Regions from separate parts of the Sus scrofa genome. Here region 2 is linked to region 1. A link is a contact called in public Hi-C data. All regions are on one chromosome and are shown on one strand. The core of a region is the stretch at or near the end of the contact, and the rest is flanking DNA. Distances in the headings are between cores, read along the strand shown. Region 1 overlaps ELMO1 (engulfment and cell motility protein 1). Region 2 overlaps ELMO1 (engulfment and cell motility protein 1).

Region 1 (5,833 bases), core at 1,469-3,968:
TCTTCTGGTGGCAGCCACACTGCTGTGATCCATAATTAGATTAAGCTTCTTAGGTGACCAGGGCTTGGAACTGGCCAACCAAAGAAGAAAAAGGCTGAGACCTTCCTTTAGCATGATCCAAAACATCAGGATTTTGAAGACCAGCTATCTATCCAGGGGCCAAAGCGCCCATGAAATGTGTGTGGCCCGTGACAGCCTCTGGATATGCCTAGCACAGCATTTTTGGTTACAGCAGAGCCGGCCTGCAAGCACAATGCATACGCCAGTTGCAGTTTTTAGTTCCCTGGATAGTTCAGGCTGAGTGTTAACAATCGGAATTTCTTTGTCATAGTCAGAACTGAAGCCTTCAAATCACTCTTATGATCCACAATTAATTTATTCAACTGGAGACGTGGTACTATGTTTTCTAAACTGTCATAGAATAAGTACACGTCAGTGTGAGCAGAATTTTGTCACTGGCCTAAGGTGGGGTGAGTATCCGATAGGAATCCACGTGGGAGAAGAAATGCTAGCTCATCAAACAGAATTAACCACAGCAACAACCTGGCAAAGTGCTGAGTAGAGAAATTAGTCACATGTATAAATAGAAAGAGGTGGTGAGTCTCAGTCCATGCTCTGGGCCCCCACAGACCCCGAGTTCTAGAATCTGAGCAGGATTATTATTGGAACCTCAATTTTAGGACCTGAGGCTAGTTTTGGCTATTTTAGACCTGACACTTAATGTAGGGAATGGAACTTTCCTCAGTGGAAAACACTGGGAAACGTACTCTGTGTTGGGTGGGTTGTACTTGCTGGATAAGGAGCAGTGGTTTTAGGACCTCAGGGTAGAGTAGGCCCTGACTGAGCATTGCCCCCGCGGGCCTGGAGCCACTCGATCCACGCAAGATTTTCCTCCTTTTGCCGACAGCTGCTGCACTTCCTTCTGGAATGCTGTTTTGGAAATGGAGGGGAATAACTCCTATAGTTTTGTTATCCCGTTGTACAGATGAAGCTTGGAGCAATGAAATGTCACTGGCATATTGGAGGGTAGATCTGAGCCTCCACCCAGCTTTTCTGACTCTTCCTCCCCTGCTATTTGTGTGTCTGTGTCGTTTTCATTGCTCTCTTGATGGTTCTCTAGGACTAGCCTGGTCTTAGGCCAGCACCTCCACGTTGAGCTATGCTGCAGCGCATCCTTCATTGCTGCATGCCCGTAGAAATGCCCTGGTTCTGATGGATATGTCCTGGGTTGCCATGGCACCCATGGGTGTGTCTGCCATCACTGAGGCCAAGGTTGTCAGAGTTAGTGCCTACCTTTGGATGTCACATCCCAAAGCTGACCTCTTTCGTCTCGGGGGATCCTTCTCTCAAGGACAGCATGCCCATCACCCAAGTTCATGCATGATGCTGAAGTGTGTAAGCCAGAATGCAGTTCATTAATCAAAAATGAGAATGATGTTTGCCAAGAGGAATAGACATATATTCTTTAGCCAACATTTTTTATCCTCTGTGGATGAGTCATGGTGATAGCAAAGCATAGAAGCAATTGGTGGTGAGGGGATCCGTTGGGGAGAGGGAATACATCCAGCAGAGGATTTTCCAGCTAGTCATAATTTTTGCTACTTCTCCTGCCCTGTAGATTAATGCCAGCTACGTGAACAGAGACTGGAGTCTTTAACCAGGATGATTTCTCCTTTAGATGATGCTGAGGCTACTGATTCTCTTCTTTTTCTTCCTGCAGGCTATTGCCCATTCTGTGTTGACCCTTTATATCAGGCGGTCTCAACCTCAGCACTGTTGACATTTGGGGCTGGATAATTCTTTGTTGTGGGGAGTGTCCCGTGCATTCCAGGATGTTTACTAGCCTCTCTGGCTTCTCCCCAGCAGATGCCAGTAAGGGCACCCAGTTGTGATAACCAAATACATCTCCAGACATTGCCAATTGCCAACCTCCCTCCCCCGATTAAGAATGACTGTTATGTTTTCTTGCATAAATCGGTCCAGTTGTGGGCTCTCAGACAGCGGTTATAAGTGCCCCAGTTTTCTATTTACTGGTTGTGTCTTTGCCCTAAGGTGGTTTATTCAGGGATGGATGGTCTCACCCTTATGTTCATTTATTTCCTCTGGTTCTCCAAACTTCCTCCCTGGCTTCCTTTTCTCCTGTAGTTGTAATTGTCTTCCTAACGCAAGTCGGTTTCAAGCCTGAATTTCGTTTGTGTTTCTTCCTGGCACCCTCTGGCTGGGAAAAAAAAACCCATAAGAAAAACAAAAACAAAAACTGTAGCTAGTAGTTTGCGTCTGAGTTTGCACAAGGTCTTGAATTCTGGCCACTGGTTACTGCGTGCAGTGTAACCTCCACATAACGGGAGTAAGACACATGAAGCAGGACCGTGGTCCTGGAGCTCAGCCGGGCTCATGCAGAGGTCTCGGGCAAAGATTAAGGACATGTCTGCGTGGGAAAGAGTTAACTGGGTGAAAGACCTCCTCTGCTTGTAAAATACACCTTGGCTATTTGGGTAATAACAGATATTGATATTCCATTAGTGTGAGCAGAACACTGCTTTAAAGTACGGCTACATGTGGGAGTCCTTTTCCACTCTGTCCGTTAGATTTCTGCCCTCATCTTGCCACATTTGTTTTCTTACGTAATTATCTGTCAACCTTTTTATTTACCTTCTCTCTTCAGCCCCTGTAGCAGTGCAGCATCTAGTGGCTTCAGCAACGTGGCGATATTGCAGGGCTTGTGCTCTAGCTATGTCTCCTTGAGGCAGTGCTTTCTTATAAGTCACAGCCCTATAGCTGCCCTCCACCCTTCCTTCCGCCCTTTGTGCCTTCTTTTTTTTTTTTTTTTTTTTCTTTTTAGATTGCATTTCGAAAGCCAGTGTTTTCTGCTGTGGGGTTCTGTGGCTGAGCATTCCTGGATGAGCTATATTTTCCAGGCTGCTACACACAATTACCCTTAATTTCGAAGCGTAATGCATTTCAAAATAAATTTTTTTTTTTTCTGTTTTCAGGCTCTTTAATCCAAATTCAGAGCTACGGCTGGCTTTGCCCTTGGCCTCCAGAAGGCATGTGGCTTGGAGGTGGGAGCCAGTGGAGGGACTTTGGTTAGATTTCGTATTTTTGGCTGAGTGACGAGAGAATTCCAACAAGCTCAGTAAGGCTGGTTTTGACCTGACTCCTGCCCGCCCTCACCACTGCCCCGCCCCGTCATTTTCACAGCGTTTTTATAGTGGACCTCATGCCCCGGTTATTCCAACTCTGGGCTACGACGTGGGAAGTGACCATGTATTCCAAGATTTAGACTGGGGGGAATGGGACCAATTCTTTCACACAATAAACAGTAAGTGTGTGTTGTCTATGTACGTGTGTGTGAGAGAGAAAGACACACAGACACGCACACAACCACGCAGCTCTCCCAGTACTGGAAGGTCTTTAGGAGCAAAGAAAGTATTATATCACCTGCTTGTTTTCTCCAGTGCTTGTCTCTTTTTTAGCAAGTCAGTATAAATTACATTAAATCAACACTTGTATCAAGGAATAAATATGTTTCCATCATTTTTCATCTTAGTCCACTGCCTGGAAGTGACTTCACATCATTAGAACTCTTTACCCAGTTACCCTCCAGTCTTCAGGTGAGCGTTTTGAGAATATTTGCCTGGATTAATATGAGAGAAGCACAATAAAGATTTATTTCGTCACTGTAGTATATTTTAAAAATAAATGTGCGACATATTTAAAATGCACATAAATATTTTAAAACTGAAATATTGCTGGGCTTGAAGCACCCATCATAATACAGGATCATTCATTCATTCATTCATTCATTCAGCAGCCGTTTTGATCACATATTATGTCCCGTAGTCAGGCTCTTGATGGACATTATAAGACCCACTTCACATGAGTAGTGTGGGGAGGGGGCTTGTATGAGAAACAGACCCATTAATAGATCCTCATTATAAAATGGATCAATGTGTATTTAGAGTGTGTGCAGTTCACTGAAGAAGGGGTGCACAAGGAGGGGTCTTTAAGATGGATCTAGAAATTTTTTTTTTTTTTTTTGACTTTTAGGGCCGTACCTACGGGATATGGAGGTTCCCAGGCTAGGGGTAGAATTGGAGGTGTAGCTGCCTGCCTACACCACAGCCACAGCAATGAAGGATCCAAGCTGCGTCTGAGACCTACACCACAGCTCATGCAAAGCCTGATCCTTAACCCACTGAGCAAGGCCAGGGATCGAACCTGTTTCCTCATGGCTCGTGGATGCTGATCAGATTCATTAATCACTGAGCCACAGTAGGAACTCCCAGATCTAGAAATCTGAGCGTTAAAAGAAAGAACCTACTGTGTCCAGGGTACCCCACTATCAGGGGAGTAGGGAGAAAGTTTGCAAGAGAGCTTGTGTAAGCTCTACCAGCAGCTGGGCATTTGGATTGAGCAGAAAGGAGTGCTAAAGGATTTGAGAGAAAGAAAAGACACAGTTGGAATTCAATGAGAAATATAAGTCCCAAGTCTACAGGGAAGGTAGATGAAAGGGGACAGGTGGAGGGAGTCCCATCCCAGGAAAGATGGCAGCTATACCCCTTCCTTCTAGGCCTACCTGAATAAATACACAATACTTGTTGGTAAATAAGTAAAGCGGAGGGCTTACTTTGTAAACCTAAAACTTGAAAGCAGGTCTTTCCCTCCCACCTTCAAGTCTGAGTCCTGGGCCCATCCTCTTCTTCTAAAGAGACATCATCCAGAGGTCCCCCACCCCTTCCCTCAGCTGGATGCAAACCAGAGGGAAAGGGTATTGAAATTCTTGAAAAAAATAAAAGAGTAGGGGCCTATTGGATTGGGGAAAAACTGAAATATAGGCGTCTTTGAGGTTTAAAGCTGAATAAATACATACTTTTTTGGTTGAGGGTTCAAGTGTCTTTTTGACTCTTGGCTGGTTGACTGCGTGTGAGATAATTACCTTTCTCAGCCTCAGTTTTTACATCTTTCATATGGGAAAACAAGCGCCTACCCCTTAGAGTTCCTGAGGTAATTAAATATGATAATCATAAAGGAGGGTACCCTGAAAGCACAGGGTTGGATTGGCTGTTGTTGTTGATGTCGTTCATATTCTAGTTAATTCTAGATTAGTAATTCTACTAATTCTAGTCCTGATTCTTAGTTAATACTAAGTACTTTTTATTCAAGTTTTTTATTCAAATATCTTGCTAAAATCATTTAAAGATATACATTGATTATTTTATCTCCTCTAAGGAACTTGGAGAATTCCTCCTAAAATCTTCATGAGACTGTTGGTTTGATATCTTTTCATCAGGAATTTAGAAGCAAACTGCTGAAATACAGGTCAGGGAAAATTTCTGTCATTTGTGAATTAAAAGAACTGACATTAAGAATCATGTTAGCTACGTGGGGTCCTCAAATAACAAGGCTTGTTAATAGATCTCTCTCCCCCGTTCATTGACAGCTGACCTGGGATTTTACTGTTTTATTATTTTAGTTTGGGTAGAGAGAATAGAGATGGCGAGTTGGGGGTCTTTCCCTTTACTTGAACCCAGCCTTTTGGGGGCCGTTTGCACTTGTCCAGCCTGGACAGAAGCCCAGTGAGAACCCCCCAGTTTGTGGAGCAATTGTAGAGGAGCATTTGGCAGGAATTTAATGCAGTGGAACTGGGTTTTATACGATGATGTTGCATGTTAAGGACTTAGCTCCATGGTTCCAATAACACTTTGTAAATGTCCCTTTCTGAATCATTTGGAACTTCCTGTAAATAGAGAATGTTCATGGGCAGGTGGGTGGTAGACAAGTGTTAATTTTTCTTCTTTAATCTGAACCTGTAAATCAAATTAGAAAATAT
Region 2 (5,833 bases), core at 2,078-4,577, 150 kb after region 1:
TCTGCAGCCCTTTGTGGATTTCTGAGACCACAGGCTCTGATTTTCCCATGGCAACACAGGTTTAAACATTTGCACACGTCATGTGATTGGTAGGTTAAAATTGAGAGCAGAGGGGCCTGCAATCAAATCTTTATCTCAGATGGATAGAAAAATGGGATTGCAGGAGAAAGCTGGTTTAACATGGCTCACCCCAGCTTGTGCAGGTCCTTCTGTCCCAAACCAGGGAGGTTGCTCTCTCCCTTAGATATAAAGCCAATCTTCATTAACCGTATTGGGCAAATACAATATCAGGCATGTTTCCTTCTTTCTTTCCTTTTTTTATATTTTACAAGTGAGAAGCATTGTTCACCTGATTTTCTGCCTGGGCACCAGCATTTTACCAGTGTATATACGCACACATTGTATTCCTTACGTCAATTTGGACTCATACTGCAGTACTACTTTGCAGCCTTCATTTTTCACTTGCCAACTAAAAAAATAATGCAGGAGGCTGCAAGTAAGAAAGGAGCCTATTTGGGGTCTTAAGAATTGCACTTTGGGAGGCACAGATTGAGGTGACCATGAAAGAGTGTTCCAAGGAAGAGAAAGAGTCAGGGGCTTGTAAAGACCAAAAGCCATGAGGTTGTTAAAAGTTTCCTAATGAAAATTCTGATGGACTCTGATGTGAACAAGAAAATATTTGGTCCTGGGGGTTCCTGTTGTGGTGCAGTGGAAACAAATCTGACTAGTATCCATGAGGACGTGGGTTCAATTCCTGGCCTTGCTCAGTGGATTAAGGATCCGGCATTGCCGTGAGCTGTGGGGCAGGCCAGTAGCTATAGCTCTGATTTGACCTCTAGCCTGGGAACTTCCATATGCCCCAGGTGCGGCCCTAAAAAGCAAAAAAGAAAAAAAGAATATTTGGTCCTTAAGGAATCACAGGTTGTTTTATGTTAGGAGTCCAATACGTATATAGACTGTCACAACGGTAAGCGTCTGATAAGTATTTTGAATTTCTGGCAAGTGTTCTGGATGTCTTCATCAAGTTAAGAGGTCAGATTCATCCAGGCTGAGATGTGCATAGGTCACATTTTCTTAAAGGCCCTCAGCTCCATTTAAAAAAGCTCTTTTAGCAATATGGACTCCAGTAGCTTTTTTTTGTTGTTTTTTTTAATGGCCATAGCCACTGCAAATGGTAGTTCCTGGGCCAAGGAGTGAATCCTATGTTGCAGCTGCAGCAATGCCAGATCGTTTTAACTCGTTTCGAACCCACACCTCCGCAGCAACTGATCCACTACAGTCAGAGTCTTAACCCACTGTGCCACAGCAGGAACTCCAAATACCAACTCCGTTTTAAGTTTCCTTTCACACTTCACAGTACCATGTGACATGTTCTCATATGCAATATTCTTTCATACCAGCACACTCCAATGGCTGTATTATGTATCATTGGCCAGCTTTACTATATTTATTTAAATTTTCCTTCACATTAAGTAACATTTGGAAGACGTGGTAAATCTGTCAGGGTTTAGTCAGAACATAGAAACCATGCCATTATTTGAAAAGGGAAAACTTAAAAATTGGTAAATGTTAACTATAGGCACAGGGGTTAAAAAAAAAAGGACTCTGGTTGCAGCAAAGTAGCTGTGGCCTCTAGCATGGAGAGGAGAGAACAGTTTAAGCACTAAAGACCAAGAGAGGGAACTGCCCCTTCCCCAGGTTTCTTCAAAGAGGGCACGGCTCCCCCAGGCACACCCTGCAGTGATGAAGGAGGCAGGCCTGTGCTGAAGGACGGGAGTGTGTCTGTTGCTGGCAGGTGGAGTAAGCAGAGCTACTTAGAAGTGGCTTCTGATGGTGGAGTAAGCAGAGCTGCGTAGAAGGGCCTGAGGGTGGAAGAGACCCTAGGGTGGATGAGGCCCGAGGGTTTCTACATTTAATAATAACAATCATATAAGAGCGGATCGAAACCGAACTGCCTTTCTAGGCTCAGGCAGGATTATTCCAGTATGCTCTTTAACATTCTTCCAGATGGCAGAGGAAAAATGCCTGCAAGGGCCAACTCCAGGATACAACGTCCAGCCAAGAATGTTGGATTCAGGGTTGAGAGGCAATAAATGAACAGCTGGACCACTTGGGCTTGCTTTTAGTTTTGTTTCTCTGTTATAAGCAATGCTGCCATAGACATCCTATGTAAATGGCTGCATCGCTGATGTTTCCAAAGGAAAAATACATAGAATTTGATTTTGATTTTTAAGGCTTTTGTTAAACGTTACAAAATCACCCATGAAAAATGGGTGTCTATTTACTGCCCTTCAACTTATGAATGGGAGGAAGGCACATATTTTTGTCATAGAACTTATTGCTTCCTAGCTTTTTGGTTCTTGGGCTCATCTATTAGATTGTTAAATTGGAGACGAGAGATGCTCAGAGCCAGTGGTTGCGTGGTTGGAGCCTGGGGTCTAACTTAGGACGTGCCAAGCCCTGCAAGGTGGCAGGGTACTGCTGGGTCCCTCCACCACCTTGCCCGGTCTCCTTGATTTCCTCCCTTTCCAGTCTGATTCACTGCTCCTGATAGATTCGTTTCTCTCACACACCCCCTTCATCATATCGGCCAACTTGCTCAAAAGCCTTAAATGTCCCCTCTTTACTGCATTGCGAATAAAAGAGAAGTGAAGAGAATTGACCTTGGGCTTGGGCCCCTTGCTTCCATTCCGTTGATGAGGAGACTGAAGCCAACGGACCTGCCCAAGGTCACATGGGAAGTCAGTTCGTGCAGGCTCAGCCTGGGCTTCCTTCCTTCCAGCCCAGTGCACTTGGCTCCAGGCCCCCAGACCCCTGCTGGTCCATCATCCTCACTCCCTTATTATTCCCCCAGTCCAGCCCTGAAGTGGAAAGAGAGTTTTTGAATACATATCCTCACTCTTTGAAGCTCACAGTGTACCTTGCTGGTGCTTATTCTCCTGTCCGTGTTGTCAAAATTATCCTCCTCACCTCTGTGCCGAAGGGGACTGGCTACTCTGACTTCAAAGCTGCGTTCAAGATTCACCATCTAAATAACGACCTTCCATCATTTCTTAACAGACCGCACTCCGATGGTTCTTGTCCAAGGTGTTAGAGGGACATGGATGTAGACATGGACAGGTTCTGCCCTGAGCTTTTGGGCCTGGGATCCGGTCACCGGGTAAAGGCAGATGTGTTCTCACTCCTGCCATGTGAAATTGGCTAGGGAACTAGCAGCTTCCCCACCTTTCTAAAGGGGCGCCTCTTTTTAGCAGCAGAGAACATCTAAGAGGGCCTGTTCCTTTAAGATAAGCAGGTTCTTCTCCAGTAAAACATTGTTCTTTATCTCCTCTTCTACAAGCAGTGGAGTAAAATGCCAAGGGAGACAGGCCTTCTCCTCCCGTTCTTCCCCTGGGGCTCACCAGGTCCCAGAGACTCCTTGGGCTCCAGTGGGGCTGTCTCTCTGCCTCCTGCCACTCCCCTCACCCAGGTCTCGTGACAGGTAGAAAGAGAACAAAGCCTCCCAGGCCTTCCTTCATCATGGTCTGTGTTTATACAGCACAAAAGGGCAGTGGACGCTATCTTACTCAACACCTGGCTTGTCTGCCTTTTGGGTTTGGGAACCGTGTGAAGGGTCCCTGGGTGCAGTGAGAAGGAAATGATTAAAGAAAAACCATACCTGGGACTAGCATCTAGTTAGGAACATGAGAAAAAAAGGGGGGTGGAAAAGAAGTCAAATTCAGATGCTTCAATCCACGGGTGGTGATAAACTGCTAAAGTCCCCTGGGGTTGGGCGGGGAGGGGAGGGAGGACCGTGGTGGCTGATGCTCAGGACCTGAAAAGGCTGGAGTGTTAGTTATGGGGAATGGGCATTTAGGAGGTTTTGCCACCCCTTCTTTCCTATCCTTTTCCCCCACCCTCACCTCTTTTTTCCCTGGCTTATAGGGGGTTGGGATTTATTTTCGAGTATTTCTGTCCTCCTCCTCAAATGGTAGACCCGTAGTCCTCCGTGTAGAGGCATCGCTCTGTAACCTAGCAACCAGCATGTCATACGCTGTCCTTCGTTATTTCCTTCAGCCCCAAAATTCGAAGATCACAAAAATGAACATACAAAGGACAGAAAGGATCAGGTTTGCACGCAAAATCAGTCTTTGTGATAATCGAGTAATGAGTCTGAAGAACTGTGTTATTTCCTAGTCATACGTCCAAAGGAAGGACCTCGTCACATCGGGAGAGGGAGATGGACAAAGACAGAATGAGGAGGAAGAGAGACAGAGCCAAGAAAAGACCCTGGAGCCGCCTGGACCTGGGGGGGCGGGGGGGGGGGTCGTAATTCCGCCCCCACCCCACCCCTGACCTCCTGCTTTCCTTGCTCAATAACAGGAAGAGGGGTAGAATTTGGAATTTTTGACCAGGGAATAATTCTTAATTTGTCCGGCCAGATAGAAAGTTGGCATACTGAGAAAAACCAATTTCAGAGGGAAAAACTATGACAACAGTGACATTTTTCTGCAGGATCTTATTATCCCATCCGCACAGAGGCCGAGTCACGGAGCTGGCTCTGTGGGGGAACACAAAGACGTCCTATGGAGACGCCTGTGAATGTCAGGGGCTAGTACAGTCTGCCACTGCTGGGTGTGAGTAAATGCGACAGCGGGGCTTTCGCGGGCTGTCACTGGGCCCCTTGTCATTTTCCTGAACATTGTGTGCTGTTTGGACATTTTCCTGCAGAACTGTTCTTTCTGCTGCTTTCTCCTCTTCCATTTTGGGGAGCTGGCATGAGTCTTGTTTGCTTCACTTTATTACCTTGAAATTCAGAATACTTACGCCCCGTGTGCTCTGTGGTCTTACGCATCAGACTGCAGAGATGCCAAACTTTATTGTGCCTCCGAATTACTTGGGAGCCTAGTGATGTGCAGCATCCCAGACCCCTGAGTGAGTGGCTCCAGAGGGGTGGGAGTCCTGGAAACCTGCATTTTGATGCCCGTGGTGATTCTGAAGCCACGTAAAGGTATGGGGATTAAAGACTGACTTCCCAGAAAGGGGCACGGAGCAATTTCCTAGCACGGTGAGCTGATGGATACAGTCTTCGTTTTTACAGAATCCCCTCTCTATTTGGAGGGAGGGAGTTTGCCCATTTTTTTTTCTTTCCTTCCCCACATGCTTTTATATGTCAGTTTAGATGTCAGCTAGTAGTGTTTCTTAGCGGGCTGGGTAAAGGTGACCCTGGACGCAGGTGAATGCTGCTGGGTTGGTCCTGTTGAAAGCTGCTTCCCAAAGGTCACCGGCACAACCTGACAACCTGTTGATGAGACAAAGCTGGCCAGTCTATTGCTCACTGCAGGAAGGGAGAACAGTGCCTGCCAGTGCCGTGGCAGGTAGTGTATGTTCACGGGTAGAGGGGAGATAGCCAGTAGGCAGGATAAGTAAGTAAAATCATACACACACACACACACACACACACACACACCGCCCTTATTGAACGCTTGGAGGATTGCATCAAAGAAGACCCCTCTGAAACAGACCTAGAGGCCCGAGTATGAAAAAAGGGTGAGTGCAGGGTTCCCAGCCTTTGATGTGGAGCATGCTGTGTGCCAGGCCTCCTCCTCAGCCACTCTGATCTGCTGATAGAAGAGGCATACGGTTGCTAATGTTTTTTATTCTGCTGTATGCGTGCTGCTGCCTTTAGGGTCTTAGACTTAGGATAACATAGATCATACTATTATTTTTACGGATCGGATTACATATAGAGATGAGCTAAATACAACTAAGCATATGCATCAACGTGCCTTTTGGATATTATCAGTTATGAATAAAGAGCTAACTTTTTTGGATGAGTGTTTGCCATGTGCCA

Evidence for each region. A called contact is a pair of places that touch in the nucleus more often than the background predicts.
Region 2: a contact with region 1 is called in a Hi-C map of fetal liver, with 1.5 times the contacts expected there. The contact joins two enhancer-like sites. A contact is called at or near these places in 1 of 5 promoter capture datasets (liver), 14 of 47 Hi-C or Micro-C datasets (alveolar macrophages, blood, embryonic fibroblasts and 7 more) and 2 of 2 datasets of contacts at active chromatin or transcription factors (alveolar macrophages and skeletal muscle).

The regions. Positions count from the first base shown.
Region 1 is chr18:36,791,268-36,797,100 of Sscrofa11.1, forward strand. All of the region lies in intron 5 of ELMO1 (engulfment and cell motility protein 1), which reads left to right. Among named protein-coding and RNA genes, the nearest start is that of ELMO1, 39 kb to the left of the region's middle. Within about 2 kb of position 2,719, at least 14 of the 83 cell types and tissues checked have an H3K27ac peak or open chromatin away from gene starts, as enhancers often do. A contact at or near this core is called in fetal liver, where this site is marked.
Region 2 is chr18:36,942,589-36,948,421 of Sscrofa11.1, forward strand. The region is part of intron 8 of ELMO1 (engulfment and cell motility protein 1); the gene reads left to right. Among named protein-coding and RNA genes, the nearest start is that of ELMO1, 190 kb to the left of the region's middle. Within about 2 kb of position 3,328, at least 6 of the 83 cell types and tissues checked have an H3K27ac peak or open chromatin away from gene starts, as enhancers often do. A contact at or near this core is called in fetal liver, where this site is marked.